Linked DNA regions of Mus musculus: regions 2 and 3 are each linked to region 1. Evidence: chromatin contacts called from public Hi-C data. All regions are on one chromosome and are shown on one strand. The core of a region is the stretch at or near the end of the contact, and the rest is flanking DNA. Distances in the headings are between cores, read along the strand shown.

The links. Hi-C and Micro-C count contacts between places; a contact is called where the count stands out from the background.
Region 2: a contact with region 1 is called in a Hi-C map of cerebral cortex, with 3 times the contacts expected there. The contact joins two enhancer-like sites. A contact is called at or near these places in 14 of 484 Hi-C or Micro-C datasets (the CH12 cell line, the N1E-115 cell line, cardiomyocytes and 9 more) and 2 of 115 datasets of contacts at active chromatin or transcription factors (embryonic stem cells and trophoblast stem cells).
Region 3: a contact with region 1 is called in a Hi-C map of cerebral cortex, with 5 times the contacts expected there. The contact joins two enhancer-like sites. A contact is called at or near these places in 4 of 484 Hi-C or Micro-C datasets (the N1E-115 cell line, cerebral cortex, gonadal supporting cells and 1 more).

The regions. Positions count from the first base shown.
Region 1 is chr12:29,127,277-29,130,788 of GRCm38.p6, reverse strand. No RefSeq gene overlaps it. Among named protein-coding and RNA genes, the nearest start is that of Gm31333, 13 kb to the left of the region's middle. Within about 2 kb of position 1,723, at least 23 of the 459 cell types and tissues checked have an H3K27ac peak or open chromatin away from gene starts, as enhancers often do. A contact at or near this core is called in cerebral cortex and forebrain, where this site is marked.
Region 2 is chr12:28,782,715-28,786,226 of GRCm38.p6, reverse strand. All of the region lies in intron 3 of Eipr1 (EARP complex and GARP complex interacting protein 1), which reads right to left. Among named protein-coding and RNA genes, the nearest start is that of Gm46345, 18 kb to the right of the region's middle. Within about 2 kb of position 1,701, at least 61 of the 459 cell types and tissues checked have an H3K27ac peak or open chromatin away from gene starts, as enhancers often do. A contact at or near this core is called in cerebral cortex and forebrain, where this site is marked.
Region 3 is chr12:28,836,497-28,840,008 of GRCm38.p6, reverse strand. All of the region lies in intron 4 of Eipr1 (EARP complex and GARP complex interacting protein 1), which reads right to left. Among named protein-coding and RNA genes, the nearest start is that of Gm46345, 71 kb to the right of the region's middle. Within about 2 kb of position 1,603, at least 10 of the 459 cell types and tissues checked have an H3K27ac peak or open chromatin away from gene starts, as enhancers often do. A contact at or near this core is called in cerebral cortex, where this site is marked.

The DNA.
Region 1 (3,512 bases), core at 474-2,973:
CTACCCCTTGATGGGGCCCCTTGTCCTACTTCCTCAAGGATCCATCTCTTGGAGCATCTTTGCAACCTCTGTTCCCAGAACGTTCTCAACCAGGGGCCGCATGAACCTGTCCTTACACACTGCGGTGAGGCTTTAGCATCCTGTGACTCCATGCTGTAGAGTCTAGAATCCATGTAAGGTTGTGACTCTGATGCTTTGAGATCCATGTGAAAACGTGAGTTAGAATGTTGGTTCCTAGACCTTCTGTTAACTATTTATGAAGGAAACCACTTCTGGTCAGGAGGAGCAGCACCTGTCAATCAGAAGGGCAGCACCTGTCAGTCAAGAGGGATGACACCTGTCAGTCAGGAAGGGCAGAAGGACAGCACCTGTCAGGAGAGCCAGTATCTGACAGGAGAGGAAGCACCTGTCAGGAAGGGCACCACCTGTCAATCAGGAGGGGTAGCACCTGTCAGTCAGGAGGGGCAGAAAGGCAGCACCTGTCAGGAGAGGCAGCACCTGTCAGTCAGGAGGGGCAGAAAGACAGCACCTGTCAGTCAGGAGGGGCAGCACCTGTCAATCAGGAAGGGAAGAGAAACAACACCTGTCATGAGGGACAGCACCTGTCAGGAGGAACAGTATTTGTCAGGAGGGACAGGAAGCAGCTGCCAGAAGTGCTAGGCAGTACCTGTCAAAAGGAACATCTGTCAAGGGGGACATCACCTGTCAGTCAGAAGGTACAGCACACTCCCCTCCGACTCTAACTGGGACATGGCCTGGCTCTATGCCCCAGGCCTTGGATGTGACTCTGTAGACAGATGGATGTCTATCTCTAAGACATCAGGATTCCTTCTCTTCCTCCCTGCAGGTTCTGTTACAGAGCTCTGTGAATACCCATCAGGGAAAGTGAATTCCCTGGACTGTGTAGAGGCCTGAAATTCCAAACTTCCCTAAATATAAGAGAGTTAATCCAGCTGGGAAGGCCGCCCCCGGCTAAGGGACCACCACTTAGGAAGGTGGGGCCACTCCAGGAAGGCCAATCTACCTTAAACTACACTGAGAAGGTGCAGGAACAGTTGCCCAGCTAATGAGATAATGTATTTTTCCTTATAAGAATTCCTGGTCCTGATCCAGCCACTACAAGTCCCCGTGAGGTCCTGCTACTCTCTCTGACTCAGGAAGTTATCATTACTCCCCTTTCTTCTCTTCTGTCTCTTTGAAATCCTCCGTTTCCCTTCTCTTCCTCTGAACACAGCTGTTTCTCTGGCACATGGCCGACCTTCATGCCAGCTTAGTTCAATGGAGTTTCTCTGCCTCCTCATCTCCTTCCCCAGGCAACTGATAAAATTTACAGTTTGCCTGTCGTGAGGTTTTTTTGTTTTTTTTTTTTTTAATTCTAATGAAATGGCCCTGGGGTTTCCTTTTAGTCCATTCTCAAATTATTTTATTGAGATCAAGAACCCCAAGAGAGGACCAATATGTGACAAGTCTTAGGGAACTCCCCTAAATGCCCAGTAACATTTCTGTGGATTCCTATTCACTCTACCATTTCCAAAGGCATGGGCTCCTGGTACCAAAGCTCAGCTCTGAGACAACAACCGGCTAAAGCTGCTCAACCCTCTTCAGGAGACGCGTGCCCTTGTGCCCTTGTGTGTCTTCCAAGCGGCTGGCTTCGATGCAGGGCTGCTGAGCGGGAGGCACAGCTGGTATGGTAAAGGAAGCCCTGGTGAAGATCCAGACTCCCCTGCAAAACCGTGACCAGACAGCAGGAGCCACTCTCTCACCAGAGCAGATGTTGCTAGATCCCCACCAGTGATGAAGCTGTCGGATGAGGTGCAAAGGTTCCCAAGGCCCCGTTGTTGGAGTAGATGGAAGCAAAGTCAGCAGAGTTCTGCCATCAAGACAGAAACGGATGAGGGGCCTCAACAGGGTCATCAAGGCTCTTGTTATAGTGGGAATACTTCATACAGGTCTAAACAAACATTGGCCTTCAGAATACCTTCAAACTGTAGCCATGGCAACAAAATACACAGGGAAGTATAGTGATAGCAAGGTCTGCTGTGGTCATAAGAGAGCTATTAACATTTCCTTTTAGAATTGGGGAAAGAGGAAACATTGTCAGACCCTCAACTGAGATTCTCCAGCAGCTGGGACACTGGAGCTGGGGCTTTCACTCATCACCCATGATGGAGTGGGGTTTTACAGTGAGACAGCCGCTTCTGAGTCAACCGTGCTTCTATAAGTAACCTGTCAGCTACGTGCCTATAAATAGTTCTAATAAACTCACTGGCTCAACCAAACCAGACCTGGAAAAAAAATAATTTCCTTCATATGTCGGTTCTCTATCCGGGGGAGAAAGCTATTTCTTTGTGTTTCCCTGGAAAAAAGAACACAACGGATTGGTAGCTGAACTGGGACATGACAGATCCAAGGATGAGTCTGGGAAGAGAGGTTGCATGTCTATCATGGATAATAAGAAATGCAGCTGAGGCTGGGCCACCTAAGAGTGGAATATCTGTGCCTGGATCCCAGGACCATCATCTTTTTCTGATGTAGCATGGAACAGTGAGCCTCCGTGACAAGGGGCCAACCCATGAAACAGAGATGGAAGGACTGAAAAATGTACCATACAGTACCTGAAAATAACACGTATGGAATGAGATTTCCAGGAAGCTCTGGTGGCAGTCGTATGCACCCTGAGATGTGTAATAAGACATACAACCGAGGTTGACCTATCTACCCATAGGGAACATGCCCTTGCAAGGAAGGAATTACAATGAGAAAGAGGGATGTGGGAGGCATCGCTTAGATTCGTCTCTGACTTAGCAGAAAAAAAAGGATAAGAGGAATAAGACATACTGATGTTCTGTTCCTCACAGCTCTGGGGAGTCATAAGGCAAAGAGCAAAAATTAGATCTGTCCTAAAGAAGCCCTCATGGGATCCAAAGCGTGGAACCAGTGGGAAGAATTAGACAGTGTAGAGAGTGAATGAAGTCTACATGATAGTGAGGACTGAGGGAGTTAGGCATGAGAAAGGTGGCAGTTGATGCCTGGCTCACCAGGCCAGACAGAACTATGCTTAGTGGAGAGGTGAGTAAAAGTTAATTTGGCAGAGACCTCAGGACTAGTGTGGGGCAGTTCGCAGCATTCTTGAGCCTTGTTGTGGGATAAAATCTTTCTGGCTGCTAACAACTCTGGCACATCTAAGTGATTGGCATGTAAATCAGGTTTGTGAAGTTCTAAAGCAATCAAGAGGGATGAAGAAAAAAAAAAAGTAGAGGTCATTTGAAAGCAAATGTGACAAGAATTATGCCAGGCTGGAGTTTCTATGGGAGAACTGGAGACAAATCACTTGGCTGGGGAACTTCCAGGTGACTTTGCAGCCTGGGACAGTAATGTAGTGAAGGAGTGACGGGAGATATTGGTGATCCTCACTATGCCTTCTGCTGGGAGAGAAGGTACTTTTGAGGGTTGGGAGCCTCCCAAGCCACTTCCCTAATCAAGGTCCCACGGTTGCTTGAAGAGAGGTCCAT
Region 2 (3,512 bases), core at 452-2,951, 340 kb after region 1:
CCCTACATAGGCACCTACCACCTGCCACCCCCTGAATCAATGTACACTCACTCACTCTCATAGGCTTTGTTATAATTCGTTCCTAAAAGGGCTTGAGAGCCTCATAGGACGGTCTCTCCCCTTTCCCTCTCCCGCTCCCCTCCCCCTCCCCCTCTCCCTCTGACCCCGAGGCCTTGCATGTCTCTGTTCCCACCCCCAGACACTCTTACATGCCATTTTCTAACTAGCCCCTAGAAATCACACTGAATGGGCTCCAGTGATCCCATCCAAATTCTTTCTTGCCATTACCAATTTCCACCAAAAAAAAAAAAAAGAAAGGAAGGAAGGAAGGAAGGAAGGAAGGTGGGAGGAGAGGGAAGTAAGGAGGGAGGGGAGGGAGGGAAGGAGGAAGGAAGGAAGTAACGAAGGAAGGAAGAAGAAAAAGAAATAAGTCTGTCTTAGGAAGAGGAAAAACACTGAGGCCTGCTCTCATTTAGGAGGCTAGGGCCACCAAGTCTGCTTAGGATAGTCTAGGGAGCCCTGAGGTGCCTATGAACCCTCTGGAGTTTGAGACTCAGTTTCCATGAGATAAGGTATATGACAACAGACACCCATCTCTTTTCCCATCCTCCTCTCATTAACAAGCACAGAGCTTCACCCATGAACAAGCCACGGGATCTGTATGAATGCTGGGACCTCCCAATCCAGGCTGTGAAACCTGAGACCCTTTCCCTCCTTCCAGGGAGGTCAGGCTGATCAGCAAGTGGAGGGTAATTGTTGGGAACTGAAAAGGGGCCAGGACTATCACCTGCCTAACAGACCAGAACTGTGTTAGAAACAAAACAACTTTGAGAAGATACACCTGGTCTTGCAACACTGGTCTAACAGTTAGATCAAAATTCTTCCTCCCAATTCAGACTGACTAAATGTTGGCTCAGGTGACAAACTGAAAGGTGCAATATAGAAACAGTCACAGAGTCAAGGGAGGACTAATCATGTATCCCCCGATGTTTGATTCCACCATTTATATTACCCTGGGCCTCAGCTGTGGCAGGTGTTTTCATTAGAACACAAGGGAATGGGAACAAATGGGTCAAGAGGCCAGGAGGTGGGGCTGCGCATTAATTAGGACGTGACAGGACCACAGGAAGACTTGGGTAGAGGGAGCTGCCAGACGCAGTGAGGCAGAATGTAGGAGACTTTTTAATGGGGCTCCTGAGCCTGCACACACTGTAGCAAACTCTCCAGAGCGCAATGAACTCAAGACACTGCATACAGAATACTCCCTGGGCGGCCTGAGGTTTCCAAGCCATTTGAAAGCCTCTCAGTACACAGCAAGAGAAATCACTTCCTGAACTCCTAGCTCTAGCGCGATGAGGGCATCCCTGGCAGTACCTAGGAGAAAGATCCCAAGCCCTGCTTGCCGACTTCTACACTGGTGGCAAAGCACACACATGCCACCCTAAAGCAGACAGAGTGCTGATTTTAAAAACAGAAAACAGAATTTGAAACTAGATTGTCGACTCTTCCTCCTGAGTTGTTTGTAGAAGACTGTCTTCCAAGCCAGTCACACAGTGAACTTCACATGCATGACAAGGTGACCTGCAGGCTACACAGCTTCAAGCTGCTGCTCCAAATTCAGCATCAGCTTTACCACACCACCCACCTTCCCACTGGCACTCCCTGGAAGCCTTCTGTACTCATCGTGATAGCCACTAGGGGGATTCCCGGGCCTTGGCACACCACCATGCCCCTGCACCAAGGTTACTCTGGTGAACAGCTAGCTGTCTACTGCCTGCCTTCCCCACACAATTTCAAGGGAGGCCAGGACTTCACACTGGTTGGCCAACAGCTGTTCCAACGTGGCTGTACCCATAGCACAATGAACAGAAAGTAGGACAGCCTTAATAGCCAAAAGTGAGGTAGAAGGGAGGCTCTGAGGGTCCACAGCAAGGGATACAGGCCCTATGACCCAGCTCCTCCCCTTGTGAAATGCTATGAAGAGAGTCTCAGTCAGTCTGGCTGCTGTCAGCCTCACCACAATTTTATAGAACGCCAATTTGGGGATCTTACAAAAGCCTGATGTTGAATATACTTTTCGCTTTCAGCAATAATCCGTACAATATGAGCCTGAGAACTTTGGAGCTCTATGGAGGGAGGTGACGGAAGGAAGGGGCCAGAGGTAAGGTTATAGAGGGAGGGATGGTGTGGTCCTTGCAAGCCAGAGCCTGGGGTCTACACAAGCCCACTGTAGATGAGCCATCTGAGGGAGGGCCAACCCCCTGCCTGGGGTACAGAGAGCCAACAAGCCAGAGTAAACCTTATATTTGCCTCCCTCTTTCACCACCTCTGATGTGCACCAAGGACTTAGGCTTGATCACACTGATCTGGTGTGTGCCTTGATTTCAGGTGAGTGCCAAGGGGGTCAAGCCAGGGCCTTGGAAGGAAATGGGAGATAATGTGCTCTTGGTGGGATGAGGAGATGAGAAAAAGGCAGACCTTGCTAGCATGTAAAACCCTAGGGTCTCAATTATCAGGTGCCACAGCAAGAGCCTGAGCGGTCCCTAGCCACAGCTCCTAGGAGGGCATGCTGCCTATCCCTGGTGCATACAATCCCTCTCCACCAGCCCAGGAGGCCCCAGCAGGAGCACTGAACACAGTCAGTATTTCATCTGTGCCTCGTGCTGTCAGCTCCTGTGGTTCTAATTTCCCGAGGATGTAGTGCTGACATGATCTACGCTCTTCCTGACATTTCACCTTCCTCTGCTGAAAAATTCATGCTAGTCCTCATGTAGGACGATCTTGCCCAAGCATAAGGCAGGAGATGTATGCTGGCCACCCTCACTCATATCTGCTGCCATTTGCCCTTCTGCAACCATGGATGGAGCTCAGAAAGTCGTCGTTTGCAGACTTTAAAGCCTCTAATTTACCGACCAGCTGCCAGGGTTCTCTGTTAATTTTAAGGACATAGCCCATCTTTACTCTTCCTGAAGTCCAGCTGCTGAGGTTCCCTAGCTTCACAGCATTGCCTCTTCTACTCCCGCCACTTTGTCTGCTGAGACAAGGGTCCAGAGTGACAGGCAGAAGAGCCTGAGGAGAAAGCCTAGGCAACCTTAGCTTCAGTCTGGGGGCTTGTCTCGGTTGCCTTGGGCCTGCTGCTGTTTCTATTCCTGAACCTTTCCTGACCCTAACCAGTACCCTGGAAACAAGCCTGATCCCAAAGACCCTAGCTGTGTGTTCTGATGAGGTCACTCTGATGACCTCCAACACCCATAATGCCTGCCCTGGCTCACCTTATCATGCCCAGTCTCACACTGTGAAAGCTCCAACCCTGCATTGCCTACCTAGCTTCCTTCACACTACCTTGCCTTAGACTGCCTGGAGGCTCAACCTGAGGTGCTCACCAAACTGCCAGTCAACCTCCTTTTATCCACAGGACCAGTGCAAAGTCCATCACTCACTCACAACTTCCCTGGCAAGTTACCCAACCACGTCCACACAGCCCTTCCAGCTGTATGACACAGAGCATACGA
Region 3 (3,512 bases), core at 354-2,853, 290 kb after region 1:
TGTTTGTGGCCCTGGCTTCCCTGTCTTCACCAGGGTTTGCTAATGGCAGCTCAGTTGACCATCTTTACTGATCCCAGGTCCCCCTGCCATCACTGCCCTCTCTCCTTGGTCAGTGGGCTTGGAAAACATAACCACCAACATCTAACAAGTCTTGTTAACAAAGTAATAAGTGTCCCTGAGTGGGCACTAAAGGAGCTCTCCTCTGGGCATTAAGTTCAAGATGGCACCAGCCTTGGTGACACCCCACTGAATTGTTTAACTTATTCTGCACACAAAGTCAAATGCCCAAGTTAAAAAATGTGAAATTAGAAACGCTGGCATCCCTCATATTCTCCCCTCCTGGGATGACTGACACACTGCTTGGGTCACATGCTCTCTATGTCATCTCTAACATGCAGGGTACAAATAGCACATTACAAAGGTTCCTGGAGGATTGTCACCAGTCACTGACATCACTGTGTAATCTCTGTTCTTTCTTAAAATTATCCCGGTCATTCTAGGTCAAACACACACACTTCTATCTATAGGCTTCACAGAAGTAAATTATATAGATTTCTGTGATTTTTTCATATTTTTTAATTTTTATTTTCTGTGCATGGGTTTTTTGCCTGCAAATATGTCTATGTACTACATGAGGCCAGAAATGGGCATCAGATATCAGATCCCCTGGACCTGGAGTTACAGACAGTTGCAAGCTGCCGCGTGAGCACTAGGAATCGAACCCAGGTCCTTTGCAGGAACAGTGAGTGCTTTGACCACCGACCGAGCCCCAGAATTCTGTGTCTTTAACATCTGGTTACTACTATATGACAGTTCTGGGCTTCTGTCCAACTTTTCACACAACTGATTTGTATAGTAAAGCAGTACGTATCTTGGAGATACACTTCTTGGCACCCGTGAAGATCAAATCAGTTCTAGAACTGCAATTTCAGGTTCAACAGGCAGATGTGCTTGCAGATCTTCCCCACAGAGGTGCTTCCCATAAATGTGATCCTGACCATTCTGTTAAGAACTCCCAATTCCCCTCCAAAGCATATGTGCTGTTTTGATTTACATTTCCTTGACAACGAGATAGTTTCTACATCCTGTAAAGTGTGACTGGTTGCCTCTAGTTCTCTTGCAAGCCCCTTGTTCTTTATGACATGGTCTCTAAAAGGCACCCATTACAGGAGCTTGCTAACCTGCAAGGACTCATTCTCCATCTTTCACTCTTCTCAGGGAGCAGAGGCCTGAGTGGGTGAGGAATTACGGGATGAGAGAAATGACCAGTCTTTCTTTTAGAACTTAAATCTAATCAACTGTAAAATAAAAACCATTAAAATATTCACAACATTAATCAGAATCCATAATTTGTTCAACAAAAATGTGAAAATCTCAAAGTTAGGAGTTGCTGTGTCAAGCAGCTTGAGAAAGTGCTATCAAGCCTCTCCCACAGGGCTGGACTGCAAAAGATAGGGAGCAGAAGAGCAGTGTGGCTTCTAGGCCAGCAGAGAGCTCTCTGATGCACACAAGCAGCTAGAGGCGACACAGGACCAAACCTTAGCAGCGCAATGCAATAAAACTGTATTTACTTGAGGCCCCAGTGAGTGGGAGGTGAACGCTGCCTACATTATTGCCCAAGGGAAAGGATTGGTGGGGATGCAGGGTGCTTCACTTGTTCAGAGTGACTCACTATGCTGAGTCTTTTCTCAGTAAAATAGCCGAGCCATCCATTTAATGTCAATTCATGCTACAGCTCTGCTCCAAACCAGGGCACCCTCCTCATGACCATCCTTCTTGCAATCTTCAAGAACAGGCGTGGAGCGCTCAGAGACATGGCAAAGCCCCCTCACACATTACAGACAAGCACCTGGGAGGAGAGAGCATGCCGCAGTCTTGGCTATCAGGCCACACGGCCAGCCTCTACAGATTACCCCACAGAATATCAACCCAGGAGTTCAGAGGAATTCAAAATGGCCCAGGCTTTGGCCAGAATAGCTCAGGAAGGGGCCTCCTGGGGGCTGCATCCTGACAGAAGGAGAAATATAATGCTCAGCCTGCTCATTCTGTGTGCTGTGACTCTACCTGTCCCCAGCCTCCCTGTGAGAGCACAGTGCTCCAGCCCTGCAGGACCAGCATCTGCATTCCCATCCCAGCAGCTGCTAGACACCACTGTAGCCTCTTCCCTGCCCTTGGCCCACAGCACTCTCACTTCCAACAAAAGGAGCCCTTCCTGGGTGTAAGACTCAGCAGAGAGAAGTCAGATACCTTGTAGCCAAAAGCCACATCTTTGAGGAGAGAGTGTGAGTCCCGTGGTTTAACAGGCCACAGGCAGAAAATGCTCATGAAAAGAGCTTTCTTTTTTCAACACTGAGTAAGGAATTTCAATGAAAGTCATTTTTATGAATCTGAAAGTCACAAATGATTTCTATTAGCAACCGAGAAGCTGAGGTGCAAGCCTACAAGCAAAAATTCCGCAGAAACAGGGAAGAAAAACAAAAAAGCCAGCATGGTGGTGCACACCTTTAACCCCAGTACTCTGGAGGCAAAGACTGGTGGGTCGCTGTGAGTTTGAGGGGCTGCAGAAGTGGTGTCCGCAAGAGAGTGCAGGTTACATGACAGGGACAGATGCTGGTGCTCAGCTCACTTTGTCCTGTCTGGTCAGTTCAGGACCCCAGTCTCTGAGATGATGACCAGTCTACCTTGATTACGGTAGGTCCTCTTCAGACCATGTTTTATGTGTTCACTCATACAAAGTCTGGGGACTAAATTTGGGCTTACACATGATATCCATTCAGATGTAGCAGCAGCAACTTTGGTCACTAGAAGCATCCTTCAAAAACACGTCCATGCACGTACATACACACAAGGCACATGCGGTAACAACCAAAACTTGGTGTGGCTTCCTGGTATTTCAAAGGTGTCTGCAGTGGGCTGAGGCCTTCGAGTTCTTGCCTTACAATTGTCTGTCTTTCCTGTTCAGAAGCATGGGAAACCCTTGGGGCCCTGCAACTAATGTTCTCAGGTAGGGCCCAAAATGGACTAGCCATGTCAACTCTAAAACATGGCAAAGTTATAAGTAAAGGTTTAACACGTTTCCTAAAGATTGTACAGTTTTAAGGTGTAGATTGTAGGGCAACCAAAAAAATCACAGAAATTCTTCGTTTGGGCAATTGCTCCTTCCCAGTACTAAATGTGGGCCAGCACGAGGACGTGGTCTGAACGGAAAGGCTTGTGATGGGGAACACCTTGCTCACGCCCTGCCCACAACTGACTCCCATGTGCTGTCTGAAGGCTGCTGTCCCAACTCTGTCTGTTTCCCATGACCCTTCGGTTAGAGCACAGCAGAGGAAGGGATGCCTTGTAATCAGGGCCCAGCCACATTCATGTCCCAAGAATACTGTCAGTGTTCCAAACATTTCCACATAAAACTCAATTAGTTGAGGAGGACTTAACGCAACCAAGGTGACCACCATCTCAGAGACTGGGGTCCTGAATGACCAGACAGGAGAAAGTGAGCTGACTGCATGTTA